2 separate regions of the Mus musculus genome follow, and region 2 is linked to region 1. Evidence: chromatin contacts called from public Hi-C data. All regions are on one chromosome and are shown on one strand. The core of a region is the stretch at or near the end of the contact, and the rest is flanking DNA. Distances in the headings are between cores, read along the strand shown. Region 1 has its middle 33 kb from the start of Btla. Region 2 overlaps Gm30636 (a long non-coding RNA gene).

Region 1 (7,303 bases), core at 2,604-5,103:
TTTGTAGATCCAGTGAGATTCCACTGGAGAAAATTAAGTTTTCATTTTTGAGTGGTAATTAATTGGAGATAGCTTCAAGATTAAGGGGCTTGTATCTACTACTTTCAGTTCTAGAAACCCATCTTGTGCAGATCTAGAACCCCTGGGCATGCTGCCTGAGTCTCTGTGAGATCATACACGTGTCTGCCCTACTGTGTCTAAAAGGCCTTATTTTGCCTTTCCTAGCCACACTAGGAGAAGATACACCTTATCCTACTTTAACTTGGTAGATCAAGGTGGGCTGATATCCATGGGAAGCCTCCCCTTCTCTGAGGAGAAAGGGAGGATAGGAAGATGAAGGGAGGTGAGGTGAGAGCAAGGGGCTGGGAGAAGGGGAGGGAGGTGAAGCTGATGAGATCTGGATGTAAAGCAATTACTTAAAGAAAAAGTAAACTAGAATGAGAGTGAAATAGAGAGATAGAAAGAGAGAGAGAAATAGAAAGAGAGAGAGAAATAGAGAGAGGGAGAGAGAGACTTGCTTCCTTGTCCTCTATCCTCTCTTAAAATGATTTGCCTCCTGTTCCAGCAGGATTCCCTGAGCCCCGAGGGGAGGGGCTTGATGGAGGCATCCCGTTTAGCACTAAATGTTCTAAGATCTCTCACATTATACATACTGTCTGTCTGTGAGTCTCTGTATTTTTCCCCCATGGACAACACAAAAAGACTCCGGCATTTTTGTAGACTTTGCCTCATATTGCTTTGTTTGACCTCAGTGGTCTTTTGTTTGTATATTATAGCTAATGATCTTTATAATGGATTTTGTTCGCTTGTGCGTGCATGTGCACATGTGTGTTGTATGTGTGTTTGTTTCTTGGGGTTCTTTTCTAAAATTTTTTATTCCGTTTTGTTTTCCTATTTGTTTTCTAGAGAAATAAAGAAAGAAAGGGTGTAGAATTGGGCAGGTGGGGAAAATTTTGGAGGAGGCATTTGGGGAGGGGAAACTATGATCAGAATATATTTTATGAAAAAATTTCATTAAAATATATAAAAAGAATTAAAATAATTAAAAGTTAATTTTTAGCCGAGAAATATTAAGAAGAAAACACTAACATTTTCCATGTGCTCTTTTCTGCAATATTCTCAGCTGCATGCCCTCCCCTCTGCCCCCAACAACCTGTAGGATAGGAGAATTTTAATCGAATGAGAACCAAAGGTGAGATGTCATTACCAACCTATGTCTCTAGTTTGTCTTAGGGTATATATTCTTGGTGCTGTCGTTTTTATGATTTTCACTTGTACACATTGCTAGGGCAACCTACAGAGCAACCCTGCTATGTCTCCTCCTGGACACTGTCTCATGCTCCACGTCTTTACCCTTTCTGTTCTCTTAACTCCTTGAGAGTGTGTCATCTATGAATTGTATCTATTGCTTTGCATTTTCCAGAATAGTTGGAGTTATATCTTATGTATCCTTTTCATACTGGCTTCTTTGATGCGGTAATGTGTTCCTTCATGTTTTTCCATAGCTTAATAGTTTATTTCTTCTCAGGGATGAATAACATTTCATTGCCGGGACATCTTAGAGTTTATTCATTTTCCTTCTGAAGGAATTCTCAGTTGCTTCCAAGTTTTGGTAATTATGAAGTGCTATAAACATTTGTGTGTAAGTCTTTATATAGGAAGGAACTCTCATTTTATTTGGATAAAAGTCAAGGGAGATGACTGTTGGCCTGGAGGTGTGTTTACTTTTGTAATAATCACTATGATGGCTCGCTATGATAGCTTTACCACTTTGTATTCCTACCAGCTTCCTAGCTAACATGTGATGTCATGTTTTGGAATATCACCATGCTAATGTTTAGTGATAATGTCTCATGGCTGTTTACACTTTAAATTCCATCACGATATGTGGTCCTGGCCACCTTTAAGCGGCTTAATTGCCTTCTCTGTATCTTCTTTGGTGAGGTATACGTTCAAATTTCTCATCTCAATCTACAATTCATCTTCTTTTTTTTAATTAGGTATTTTCCTCATTTACATTTCCAATGCTATCCCAAAAGTCCCCCATATCCCCCCCCCCACTCCCCTACCCACCCATTCCCACTTTTTGGCCCTGGCGTTCCCCTGTACTGGGGCATATAAAGCTTGCGTGTCCAATGGGCCTCTCTTTCCAGTGATGGCTTACTAGGCCATCTTTTGATACATATGCAGCTAGAGTCAAGAGCTCCGGGGTACTGGTTAGTTCATAATGTTGTTGCACCTACAGGGTTGCAGATCTCTTTAGCTCATTGGTTACTTTCTCTAGCTCCTCCATTGGGGGCCCTGTGATCCATCCAATAGCTGTCTGTGAGCATCCACTTATGTGTTTGCTAGGCCCCAGCGTAGTCTCACTAGAGACAGCTATATCAGGGTCCTATCAGCACAATCTTGCTAGTGTATGCAATGACAATTCATCTTCTTATGCTCATGATGATCACAGAATTTACACAGAATTTGTTATGTTGGCTTCCACATTAGACTGGGGACTTTAAAAATTTACTTTATTTTATATGTCTTGCCTGTATTTATATGCACCATCTGCTGCCCCAGGCTTAAGAAATCCCGAAGAGGGCATCACATTATCCTGAAATGGAGTTACAAACAGTTGTTAGCTGTTATGTGGGTGCTAGAAATCAAACCTGGGTCCTCTGGAAAGATCTGGTACTTCTAACACTTGAGCCATCTCTCCATTCCCAGCTGTGGGCCTTTTAAGGGTAAATATTGTTATATTCCTAATTAGTTTCCCAACCCAGTGCTTGGCATGTATTATAATTAAAAAGTGTTGAATATTTGTGAAGTAAACCATCCTCTTCCCTCTTACTCAAAGGATGATTTTTTTGTCAGATACATAAAAACTTTTGGGAGTATTTTGTAATGTAAAATCACAACTTCACACCCTAAGCAGGAATCTCCATTTGAATAAGACCCTGGTGTGTTGTATGCACTCTGTGGATTTTACAATTCATTTAGCCTGCTTGAACCTGTTTCTTCCCACTCTCACTCAAGTATGGCAGGAAGCAAAGTACATTTATAGGACAGACTAATTTGGAAAGTTCCTTTTTAAGCAGATACAGGAAGGGCCTCTACACCCCACCCAGAAAGTAAAAACAGCAAGTAAGAAAGAAAACATTTTTATTTAGAAGCTTGTGAAAAAGAACTGGAGAACATGAGAACTGAACATTCTGTGCTAGCAATCAGCTTACAGACTCCAAACAAATTATAGGTGTTGATTTTCAAAATGAGGTCCTGTTCAAAAGTCAGACCGAGTAAACATTCTGTGTGCCTTGCTTCGCCTGAGTATAGGAGCACATACTAGCACCTATGGGGTTTGCTGGTTTCTGAGACTACAGGACAAACCAAGGTTCTATTTTTGTATGGCACAGCCTACAAATAGAGATAAAGGCTATAACCTGATAGCTTAATAATGTCACAGAAGTAGATGCAGAACATATGGAAACTCTATGCCACTCTAAGTTCCTTGAAGCTTGTTTCTTACTTTATTAGAATCTTCATTCCCTAGAAACTGCCTGGAGGGTTATGAAGAAAACCCAATTCACTGCATTCCTCTATCTTTATAGGTGCACATGGCTCGGACCCAAAGACAAAAATCTCATGATTTCCTTTCTAAATCCTGCTTCACTTTGGAACTTACCTGCAGATAGAGTTCATCTACAGAGAGATGCTTCAGACCTTCAAGGGTGCCAGCTGGCTACATGCAGCCACAGGCAGAGAGACAGGATTCCAATTTCTTGGTCTTTAATGCAAGAGTTGTTTTCTTGAGGTTCATGTGGTCAAAGGGGCAGGAGCCCTGTCTCTTACAGCCAGCTAAATATCCTCTTTTTGGAGGGCGTGCCTGCAGAGGGAGGCCAGACAAAGATCCTATTTTGTGGCTGGGGTAAACCTATGAGGAAATCAAAAGAATGGTTTCTTGCTTTCTTGAGTTTATAATAGGAATGAACAGCATGTTATACCAGTTACTGGATGGAATGAAATTAAAAGTGCACTTCTTTGGGGGAAATCAAAGAAAGAGTGTTTGTGATTTCTCTTCTAGTCAGACTAAAGATAGAGAATTCTAATTAGAGATAGTCATTTCTAAGGGCATGGGATATTTTATAAAGTTGTTTCTATTTCTGTTTCTCTTAGTGGATATATATATATATATATATATATATATATATATATATATATATATATATATATATATATATATATATAAATTGTACCCATGAAGTGATTTCATTGTTCCATTGTTCTATTCTGGTACAAGTCTATAATGTATTTTAATCATATCTACCCTCTGATTCTCTTCCCAGCTAGTTGCTCTACTACTATCATGTCTTTTTGGATTTGTTGTTTGTTTCAGTGACTCAGTGAGTTTCAACTGTGTTACTTACAGGAGCATAGGTGGGAAGGTTGTTTACAGGCGCATAGACATCTTACCAGTGGCTATATCATTGAAGAAAATATCTCTCCCTTTCCAGAGGCATTAACTGCTTATAGATCCTCAGGCAATTCATGTACGCCTCTCTACTCTGTGCGGAAATGTTGGCAGCCCAATCTTTTGGAAGTACTGTGAGGGTACTCCTATTGCTGTTGAGTTTAAGAGTGCAATGATATGTGCCCACAAGATACTTTGGTGGGTAGAGCCGCCTGCCACATGGCTTAATGACCTGAGATTAATACCTGGAACCCATAAAGTAGAAAGAAAGAATTGACTCCCACAACTTGCCCTCTGACCTCCACATGTATGCTCTGGAACACATATCCCCCTCCCTTCAATAAAGAGAATAAAATCTAAGTTTTCAAAAAAAAAATCTTCAATGGTCATATAGCACCCAGGAATCTGCATTCCACAATGCCCTACCACTTACTCCAGGTCTTGATTTTTTTTTCTTCTCTTCTGTTCTATTTCCTAAAAGTTAGAATGGCTGAACTGTCCATGGCTGAGTACTCAGTCACATGTTCTGAAGACTTTGACCAGTTAGGAGTCCCTGCAGCCACTCCTGTGAGTGGGGAACATATTGGTAGTGTCAGAAGTGAAAACATGAAGATTTGAGTTTGATCCCTAGAACCCATGTCAAACAGCATTGATATAGTGTGGTGCACACCCGTATTCTCTGCTCTCAGGAGGAAGGAATAGGGGATCCCAGGGAGCTTGCTGGCCATTCAGTCTAGTCAAATCATTGAACTCTTGATTTGGTGAGACGCCTCGTCTCAAAAATTAAGGAAGGGAGTAAATGAGAAAAACAGCTGATATTGGTCTTTGCCCTTCATATGCATGTACACATTCATGAACATATACACAAACTTACATAGTTAATATGCCTATATAACAATAACTATCATTTTAATTTACGACAATGCTACGAGCTTATCTAAGTCTTAGAAACTATGTAGTAGTTGATAATTTTATTGGGCAGGAATGATTAGAATTCTATCAAGCCCTGTAAAATAGTAAACAAACAGAGATTAAAAAGCACAGACTCAAGAGCCTGGAATGATGGTGCATGCCTGTAACCCAAGTACTCAGAAGGCAGAAGCAAGAGGATCATAACTCTGAGGCTGGTCCTGGCTATGGAGTAAGCTGCTGTCTCCTAAAACAAAACAAAACAAAACAAAACAAAACAAAACAAAACAAAACAAAACAAAACAAAACAAAACAAAACAAAACAAAAACTAAGAAACAAACAAAAGTATGTCTTAGTTTGTGTTTTGTTGTTATGAACTGACACCATGACCATGACAACACTTATAAAGAGAAACATTTAATCGGTGCTGGCTTACAGTTTCAGAGGTTCAGTCCATTATGAGCATGCTAGGAAGCATGGTGGTGTCCAGGCAGACATGGCGCTGGAGAAGGAGTTAGGAGTTCTACATCTGAATCCTTAAGCACCACTGAGATGGGCTTGACTGCCACCTACTGGTGCACTTCCTCCAAAAAAGTCACACCCACTCCAAGGCCACACCCTAATAGTGCCACTACCTATGGATCTATGGGGCCATTTTTTATTCAAACCCACACAAATACTAACAACAGAAATCCTTCACACATTCTTACTATTCACCAACTACTAAAAATGGTTAGAAGAATAGCTCCTATCATAGATTATGTTGTTTTTACAACTCTAGAGAATTTTTATTTTCTTTGGATGATTTTCTATATAGAGTTTGGGTCAGTGTGATCTCCAAGTTCATTTTAACTATAAATTCTCAGTGTCACTTCTTTTTATTATTATTAGATATTTTCTTTATTTACATTTCAAATGCTAGCCTCTTTCCTAGTTTCCCCTCCGAAAATCCCCTATCCCCTCCTCTTTCCCCTTGCTCCCCAACCCACCCACTCCCATTCCTGGTCCTGGCATTCCCCTATACTGGGGCATAGAGCCTTCACAGGACCAAGGGCCTCTTCTCCCATTGATGACCCACTAGGCAATCCTCTGCTACATATACAGCTAGAGCCACAAGTTCCACCATGTGTTTTCCTTGGTTGGTGGTATCCAAGGAGCTCTGAGTTTACTGGTTAGTTCATATCGATGTTCCTTCTATGGGGCTTCAGTCCCCTTCAGCTCTGTGTAACTTCTTTTAAACTTAAGAAGAATAATGTAAATAATATAATACATTTATTTTGATCTATAGTTGGATATTAAGTTTAGATGTATGCTATTTAGGGCTTTCTATGGTTCACAATTGTGCATTTATGAGCACTACTCTCTACAAGCTACCACTTGGCCATTGTTTTTCCACACATCAAACACTGTCCTAAGAACTTTATGTATACAACTTAAGCCTCAAAGCCACCATATTACATAGGTAGTCTCTATGCTCATTCTACTGGTTAGAGAGCCCAGGCACACATTGTTCAAATAACTTGCCCACATTTTTTTTTTAAACACTATGTTAACTTTGATATTTGTAAATCAAACTGACATGTTAAAGATGGCCATTTTTTTTAAAGATTTTATTTATTTATTTATTATATGTAAGTACACTGTTGCTGTCCTCAGACACTCCAGAAGAGGGAGTCAATTTCATTATGGATGGTTGTGAGCCACCATGTAGTTGCTGGGATTTGAACTCCGGACCTTCGGAAGAGCTGTCGGGTGCTCTTACCCACTGAGCCATCTCACCAGCCCCCATGTTCTTATCATTAATAAGTTTAAAGAGTTAGTTGCAAACTAGCAGACTTGTTGCAGACCACAGGTCTTAGGTAGTGTTTCCACTCCTATGAAGAGACACCATGACCAAGGCAACTCTTATAAAGGCAAACATTTAACTGGGGCTGGCT
Region 2 (7,303 bases), core at 3,449-5,948, 92 kb after region 1:
GGTATACAAATGACACTCAAGGGAGGCCCCACGCCCAGCAGCAGATGGCTAACACAAGAAGAACTCAGGGGAGTTGTTAGCAATGTTTTGTTCCATAATGCTTGGGGCATTTCCACCTCCCTTGTCTTTTGGCTGTCTATCAAGGTTTTCCATTTTGTGTTTTTATGGGTGCGTGCATGTGTCTGCCCTTGTATAAGTGTTTCTTGTGCCTCCTCCCTTTCCCCCTTCCCTGTTTGTCAGTTTGCCTTGTTTTGTTCTGGTTTGTTTGTCATTTTTTAAGTTGAACTTGCTGTTTTCAAGAGAAAGGAGACATGGAGTTAGATGGGTGGAGAGGTAAGGAAGATCTTAGATGTAAAGAAGGTGGGAAACTGATCAGAATAAACTGAATTTTAAAAAATTACTTTCATGGTTTTTGTTTTCTGTTTTTTTTTTAAATCTTTAATCTTAATCTGTTTTTACTGCCCAGTCATTATCCCCCTCCCATTCTGCCCTCTGACAGTTCTTTATCCCATGCTGAAAAAGCCTTTGACAAAATAAAACACCCCTTCATGTTAAAAGTATTGGAGAGATAAGAAATTCAAGGCCCATACCTAAACATAATAAAAGCAATATACAGCAAACCAACAACCAGTATCAAACTAAATGGAGAGGTACTTGAAGCAATCCCACTTTCCTCTTTTTAAAAGTCCATTACGGGCTGGCGAGATGGCTCATTGGTTAAGAGCGCCGACTGCTCTCCCGAAACCACATGGTGGCTCACAAACCATCCGTAATGAAATCTGATGTCCTCTTCTGGAGTATCTGAGGACAGCTACAGTGTACTTACATATAATAAATAAACAAGTCTTTAAAAAAAAATAATTTGAAAGCTGGGCGTGGTGGCTCATGCCTTTAGCCCCAGCACTCCGGAGGCAGAGGCAGGCGGATTTCTGAGTTCAAGGCCAGCCTGGTCTACAAAGTGAGTTCCAGGACAGCCAGGGCTATACAGAGAAACCCTGTCTCAAAAAACCAAAATAAATAAATGAGTAAATAAATAAATAAAATAAATAAATAATAAAAAAATAAAAGTCCATTAATTAAAGAAAATTCATTTAAAAATGACTTTGATCATGTCTTAATGTCATTATGGACTTGAAAACAAATGTAGTATTGGAAATATCAGGTAGGTGGGTTACAGCATAACAGGCAGGTGTTTGCCAGGGTTATCAGGTGTTCTTAGTCTTTGGACTGAAGGAAGTCAGCAGTGTGTATATATACACACACCTAAGAGTCAGATGATGTTCGGTCACACACTGAGATGAGTTACAAAAAGCTATTAAGACATAGCACAGGCTAATTTGTTCCTTCCTGCTCTCTATAGTCATTAAATTTTTAATCAGTCAGGTAACATGGTTAATGCGAGTACAACTTTTTCTTTTCTGGGAACTTCAGATTATAACTAAAACATACACCATCTAAGGGAAGATTTAAGATGCTGATGAGAGATGTTGCTTGTATGTTTTAGAAAGACTGCACTGTACAAAAGAGTCCCTAAGTCATCACTATGCAAATGAACCTCAGTGCTCATCTCATGTAACATAAAAATCTCAACACTACAAGGTGGGGCCATTTGAGATGCTCAACTCTTTGCTCTGGCCGGCTTTGTCCTTTGGACATGTATCTTTTCTTATAAACTGTTTCTTCTACTAATTTGTCTGCTCAGCTCTTTGCTTGGGAACACAGTTACCGGTAACCACTTTGGAAGTACTTCTGACCCCCAATATCGATCAATATCTATAGGATGGGTTGTAATTTTAAGCACAGTCTGAGGTTATACTCAAGTGGCATAGAAAACTGGGAGACAAATATTATGTGAAGTGTGCCCTGGGGAAAATCACCAAGCATTTTCTAGCTCAAATCTCCACCTTGAGGAGGGGGCCTCAGAGATGTGAAGAGGCTTTATGGAACAAAGAAGTGAACACGTGGGTGGGGAAATCCCAGCATTGCATGGGTCTTTTTTATTCAGAAGAGCATCTCCTTTTCTGACAGAGAAAAGAAGATAATAAAGGTGAGTGCAGAGATGAAAGCAAACCAGGCAAGCAGAGACTTTGAAAACAATCAGCTCTGGTTCCTATCTTGTCCAAGAATGCACAATTGTTTCCACCAGAGATTCTGATTCATGTCTTAGCTTGTGTGCTCTTCCGGCCAGAAGCGAGATACGTTAGAAATGTTCTGGCCAGAAATCTCAATTCAGCCACCAGCGACAAGAACTGAACCTGTGGATGGGCCAGCTGGACTGGCCAGCTGTTTTTGGGTGGTTTGAGCTTCCTTGTAGGCTTAAGCCTTTGACCACCTAGTTCCCAGTTGGTGACATTGTTTGGGAAAGTGGTATGGGTTTACTGGAGGAGGCATAACACTGTGGTGGGCTTGGAGAGTTCATAGCTTCATCCTACTGCTGGTTCTTTCTCTCTGCTTTATGTTGAAGATGTCATTAGTCGTCTCCCAGGTTCTTGCTCCACTGGCCACCATGTTTCCCACCATGATGAACTCTTATCTGTCTGGGACCATAAGCCTAAAAAAGCCTTACATAGGTTGCTTCTGGCCATGACAGTTTATGATAACAGCAGAAAAATAATGAATCTATATAATTTAGAGTGATAAAATAGGGATACTAAACAATAGTGTAGAAAATCTTTTAATGCTCAGGCTAGGAAACTTAGAAACTATTTCCTTCTATTTTCCTTTCTAACAGATGACAAATCAACAGAGAGGTAGCCTTGAAGTCTGTGATACAACTGAATGACAGATATCCAGGAGCAAGGTTTTTATTAACTTTACAAAACCAACTATGTTTGGCTTAGTAAACAAGAAAAAAATGGATTAAAACTTGTAATTTGAAAGTTTTCTGGAGTTTTCACTATATTTCCCTTTATACCCTTTCACTAGAAAATTTAAATAGTTTTTAAAGGTCTGAAGATTAAAATCTAATGGTGGTATTTTTAACAAACTCATAGAGCGGTGTACATATCATTTCTATGTTGTTCATATAACAATAGAAGTCCTTGAGCCTACATATTAATGATTGCAACTACATTTTACCAGATGCAATGCCTATTTTGGAAAGAGCGTAAATTGTGTGAGTGCTAACGTGGTGAATCTTGTTCTCAAAATGAGCTAATTCTGCCGTTGGTGAGTACAGTTCTGAGTATATGTAATGCATAAGAAGCTTAACATAAAAGCTCTCGTTCATAAGTGAAAAGTACTCCTTCTGGAAACTTGTTTAAACTTAGTTTAAAAATACCTTCTTTTAGTATATGCAAATCAAAGCATTTATAAATAAAATACAGGTCAGTGGCTCACAGTTTAGAAATACTTAATCTTGGGATCACCACCTCCTTCTTCAGCAGGCTATTTCTGCAAAGCATTCCATTCTCCCACATGGTACTGAAGGACTCACAACGTGAGGACTCCCCCACGTTCTGACTCAGGAGAGGCGACACCCCAAAATCACCCACAAGAAACGGTCTTGCTGCAAATTGCAAGAGGATTTTTATTCAAGAGCGCTCTCGGGCCCACGGTCATACACCACGCAGGGGTAGAGGACCATGGCGCCCCGAGTAGCTGAGTAAGGGGGTATTTAAAGGAAAAAACCACAACTCAAGGAGGTGGGAAGGGCATTGTTGGAAAATACCAAAAATACCAGATAAGAGTCACAAGGAAGTACAAAGTCACAGGTGTCACAAGGAATACCTGGTAATTGTTAACTCTCAAGACAGTTTCTAAGAGCCCCTAACAATAGCACATTTGCATTGCAACTTCCAGGAATGGTCAGGGTGACTTTCTTTGAATGAATACTCCTTGAACTCAGGAAGTGGGTGGGTGGAGGAATGTCACTATCTGTTTTATGATTAGCATACCTTGGAGTACTGAGTTTACTACTCTTTCAGTACCTGCTTTCTTTGAACACGCATGTTATTCAGTTATTGGCTGCTGTGTTGGAATTGTTTGCTCAAGTTTGTTTATCTCCGTGCTTCACATCAGACAGTAAGTGCTATATTTGTTTTGCAGAATTTGTCTCCATTAACAGATAATGCATTTGGGAACAAGTTTTTCTGTTTGTTTGTTTGTTGAACTAGAAACACAATTCCACAATGATATTTTAGTGTTTTCTTCTTCATAACTTTTTCCCATGTATTTTGCTCAAGAACAGTAGAAGATGAATATTTTTATATTATCTCTTTTCTTAAAAAATTGGGATGATGGGCCAGGCGCATGACTTTAATCCCAGCACTTGGAAGGCAGAGGCAGGTGGATCTCTGAGTTCGAGGCCAGCCTGGTCTACAGAGTGAGTTCCAGGACAGCCAGGGCTATACAGAGAAACCCTGTCTCGAAAAGCCAAAACAGAAGAAAAAGAAAAAAAGAAAGGAAGAAAGAAAGAAAAAGAAAAAGGAAAAAAGAAAAAAGAAAAAAGAAAAAAAAATTGGGAGCCAAGGTTCCAGGTAGACCAACCTAACTGGGATGAGTCCAGAGGATAGCTGCATTCAGGTGCAAATTGGTCCAAGCGCAGAAGGGCTGAAGCAATCTACTGCATTCAGCATATGCAAAGGAAACACCTGGGCCCTTTCTTCCTGGGGATCCAACAGCTAGAGGAAGGACAACAAAGAACCAGAACCACGCATTTGCTTTTTCCAGACTTGCCCCACCCACACTTCCTTCCTTCTCTTCTGTAAGAGTTTAGCCCTTAGTTTTGACTGTGATAGATACACTGAGCCCCTAGCCTTGCTTGTACATGGGCTCACTCAATGATTAAGGTAGCTCAGCCCCAGCCCTATATGGGAATCTACAGTGTCACTGCAGGAATCTGGAAGCTACATGGTGAAGCTACATACTCCCTTGTCTCTTTTTACTAAGTTTGGGAACTGTGGGCTTTGCCCTTGACTGAGTTATGAAGTCACTTGCCAAGTCTGATTGTGACAGGAAAGTCCACAAAAGAACCACTTATTACACAAAGTGGAAATTGAAGGCAGAATCTTAGAAGGAAGTGAGTCTAAGGGTTAAGAAGTTCAAATAAACAATCTCTTAAAAGTTCATGAGGTGAGTTAGAGGGCAGCTCTGGAGATCTAGATGAGGACAGCAAGGCAAACCTGGAAGAGCCCACAAGGATCAAGGGTGACTCCATGCATCACTGCAGGCAGACCAGAGATGGCTTCCCCCATTTTGTCTATACGTTCAACTCATTTTTAAATTTCCTTTTATACTTCACTGAAGAATCTCAATTCCAACTTTCTCCTCTAGGGATAACAGTCTCAAAAATTTTAAGCCAGGCTGGATACTCCATTGAGAAATTTGAGAAAAAATTACTCAGAATTCAGTTAAAAAAGACATTTTGGGATCATTGACTAGTTTCACCAAAACTTATATTTAACAATAGTAATTAATATTTACCGCATGCCAATATCGTAGTGCAATCCCTGAGTTTGCTGGCAATTCTATTCCCTACTATGCAGTGCTTGGGGCTTTTTGTGTGGATCCTAAAATTTCTTATTTTTGTTGGGCCATTTAATTTTATTTACTTCCTTATACTCTATAGGCACTTGAAATTGATATCAGGGATTGACCGGAACCACTGGAGGATTGCACATATTTTGTTAACTTGATACAAACCTAAATATAAGTGGGGCATTTTATTGATTGCTATTGAGGGTGGTTCCGTCCTGGGCTATAGAGAAAAGATAGCAGAGCATACCAGTAAACAGCATCTGTCCTTGGTTTCTGCTTCAAGCTCCTGCCTTTGCTTCTCTTGGTGATATAAAGTATAAAACGAGGTAAGCTCTTTCCTTCCTAAGATGCTTTTGATCAGGGCTTTATCACAACAACAAAAAAGGAAACTAGAGCAAGAGGCTTAACGTTCTCCTGTCTCCATGGGTGGAATTGAACAGATGTCTACTCCTAACAAGAGCGTGGACAGTTTATTTAGGAAATGACACCCTGCAAAGGGAAGAAATAGCCAAAAAACAGTAGCTCAAAGACCTCACTGCACAGAGAACAGAGAGTTTTGTGTTGTTTTACTGTGGACGTGTGGGCTTGTTTAGATAGTGAAGGCTTTGGGACTCATTTGCAATGGCACCCATTTTTTAAAGCATGCTCTCTCTGTTACATGTAGTTCCATATATAACTGTGCCTTGCATGTCTCAGTAGCATCTTGAATCTCTATCTAGAGATGTACATTTTAGTGGTATAATGAGCTATAGGTCAGACTCTGGGGTACTTCTGAGCCAGAGCCTGTGATTGGTTTTAGCTGGGTAGGAATTTCCAGTGTATTTTAGTTTTTCATATGCTAATTTTGTAAGACTTTGAGCCAGACCTCCCAGAACACACTAAGTTATTCTGCTTCCACAACTAGAGAGGGAGAAGAGAAACATCTCAAGGACTGCTAACAGTATTTACTTGCACCTCAGATACAGATTTCTGTGTAGTTATTGGGACATAGTTATTTTAGTAAGAAACAAAAAAAGAGACCGGAACCATCAAATTAAAGAAAAAAAAAACTTTAAAAGTTAAAGATATTAAATATATTCTTGGTAAAGATGGTTAGAGAGAGAGAGAGAGAGAGAGAGAAAGAGACACTGTTAGATGAAAAGGGATTTGGGATGGCATTTTTCTCCTCTGTGAGAGGGTTGTTCCAAAACAGAAATAGAAATCAGTCATCAGGAAAGAGAAAACGAGAACACCTGAGCCCGTCACAGAAGGTCTGGGTCACGTCACAAACAAGTTCATACAAGATAAAATGTTACAAGATGGCATATTTGGTTAAGTTTCCGATGAGAAGAGGTTAGCAAAATTTTATAAAGGTCACATTGAAATAAGAAAGCAGAGAAGATGTATTTGTTTGCTTATTTGTTTGTTTGTTTACTACCTACTTACTTATTTACTTATTTTTTTTCAGAGGAGATTTATTTAGTGCAATCACTTTGGGTAAAAGACCAAAGAAGACTCCCTGTACTCAGATTCATCTTTTTCTCTAGTCAGTTTTGGCCAGGTCCATATCTTATCCATCCGACTACTCCATCTTTTCATCAGATATTTGGAAGGAGCTGTAAAAGGAGGCAGTGGAACCCTCAGACACTCCAGTTTAATTTACAAATTTTGGAGTTTTGAGGTTTTTCAAGAACAGAAATAAAAAGACTGAAGCTGCCATGAGCTCACTGGTGATGTTGACTGACCATGCAGATAACCATGGAGGTATCTTGAAGAACTCTTGATGTAGCATGTGAAAATATTATTTCTAATACTAGGGCCTTGTTCTCTGCTGTATTGATATTTC

Evidence for each region. A called contact is a pair of places that touch in the nucleus more often than the background predicts.
Region 2: a Hi-C map of regulatory T cells shows a contact between it and region 1, with 2.8 times the contacts expected there. The contact joins two enhancer-like sites. A contact is called at or near these places in 1 of 39 promoter capture datasets (the C10 cell line), 3 of 484 Hi-C or Micro-C datasets (cortical neurons, myocytes and regulatory T cells), 3 of 115 datasets of contacts at active chromatin or transcription factors (CD8 T cells, regulatory T cell precursor and thymic regulatory T cells) and 2 of 9 other capture datasets (adipose tissue and liver).

Annotation. Positions count from the first base shown.
Region 1 is chr16:45,253,933-45,261,235 of GRCm38.p6, forward strand. No RefSeq gene overlaps it. Among named protein-coding and RNA genes, the nearest start is that of Btla, 33 kb to the left of the region's middle. Within about 2 kb of position 3,854, at least 30 of the 459 cell types and tissues checked have an H3K27ac peak or open chromatin away from gene starts, as enhancers often do. A contact at or near this core is called in regulatory T cells, where this site is marked.
Region 2 is chr16:45,345,058-45,352,360 of GRCm38.p6, forward strand. All of the region lies in intron 1 of Gm30636 (a long non-coding RNA gene), which reads right to left. Among named protein-coding and RNA genes, the nearest start is that of Gm30636, 14 kb to the right of the region's middle. Within about 2 kb of position 4,699, at least 30 of the 459 cell types and tissues checked have an H3K27ac peak or open chromatin away from gene starts, as enhancers often do. A contact at or near this core is called in regulatory T cells, where this site is marked.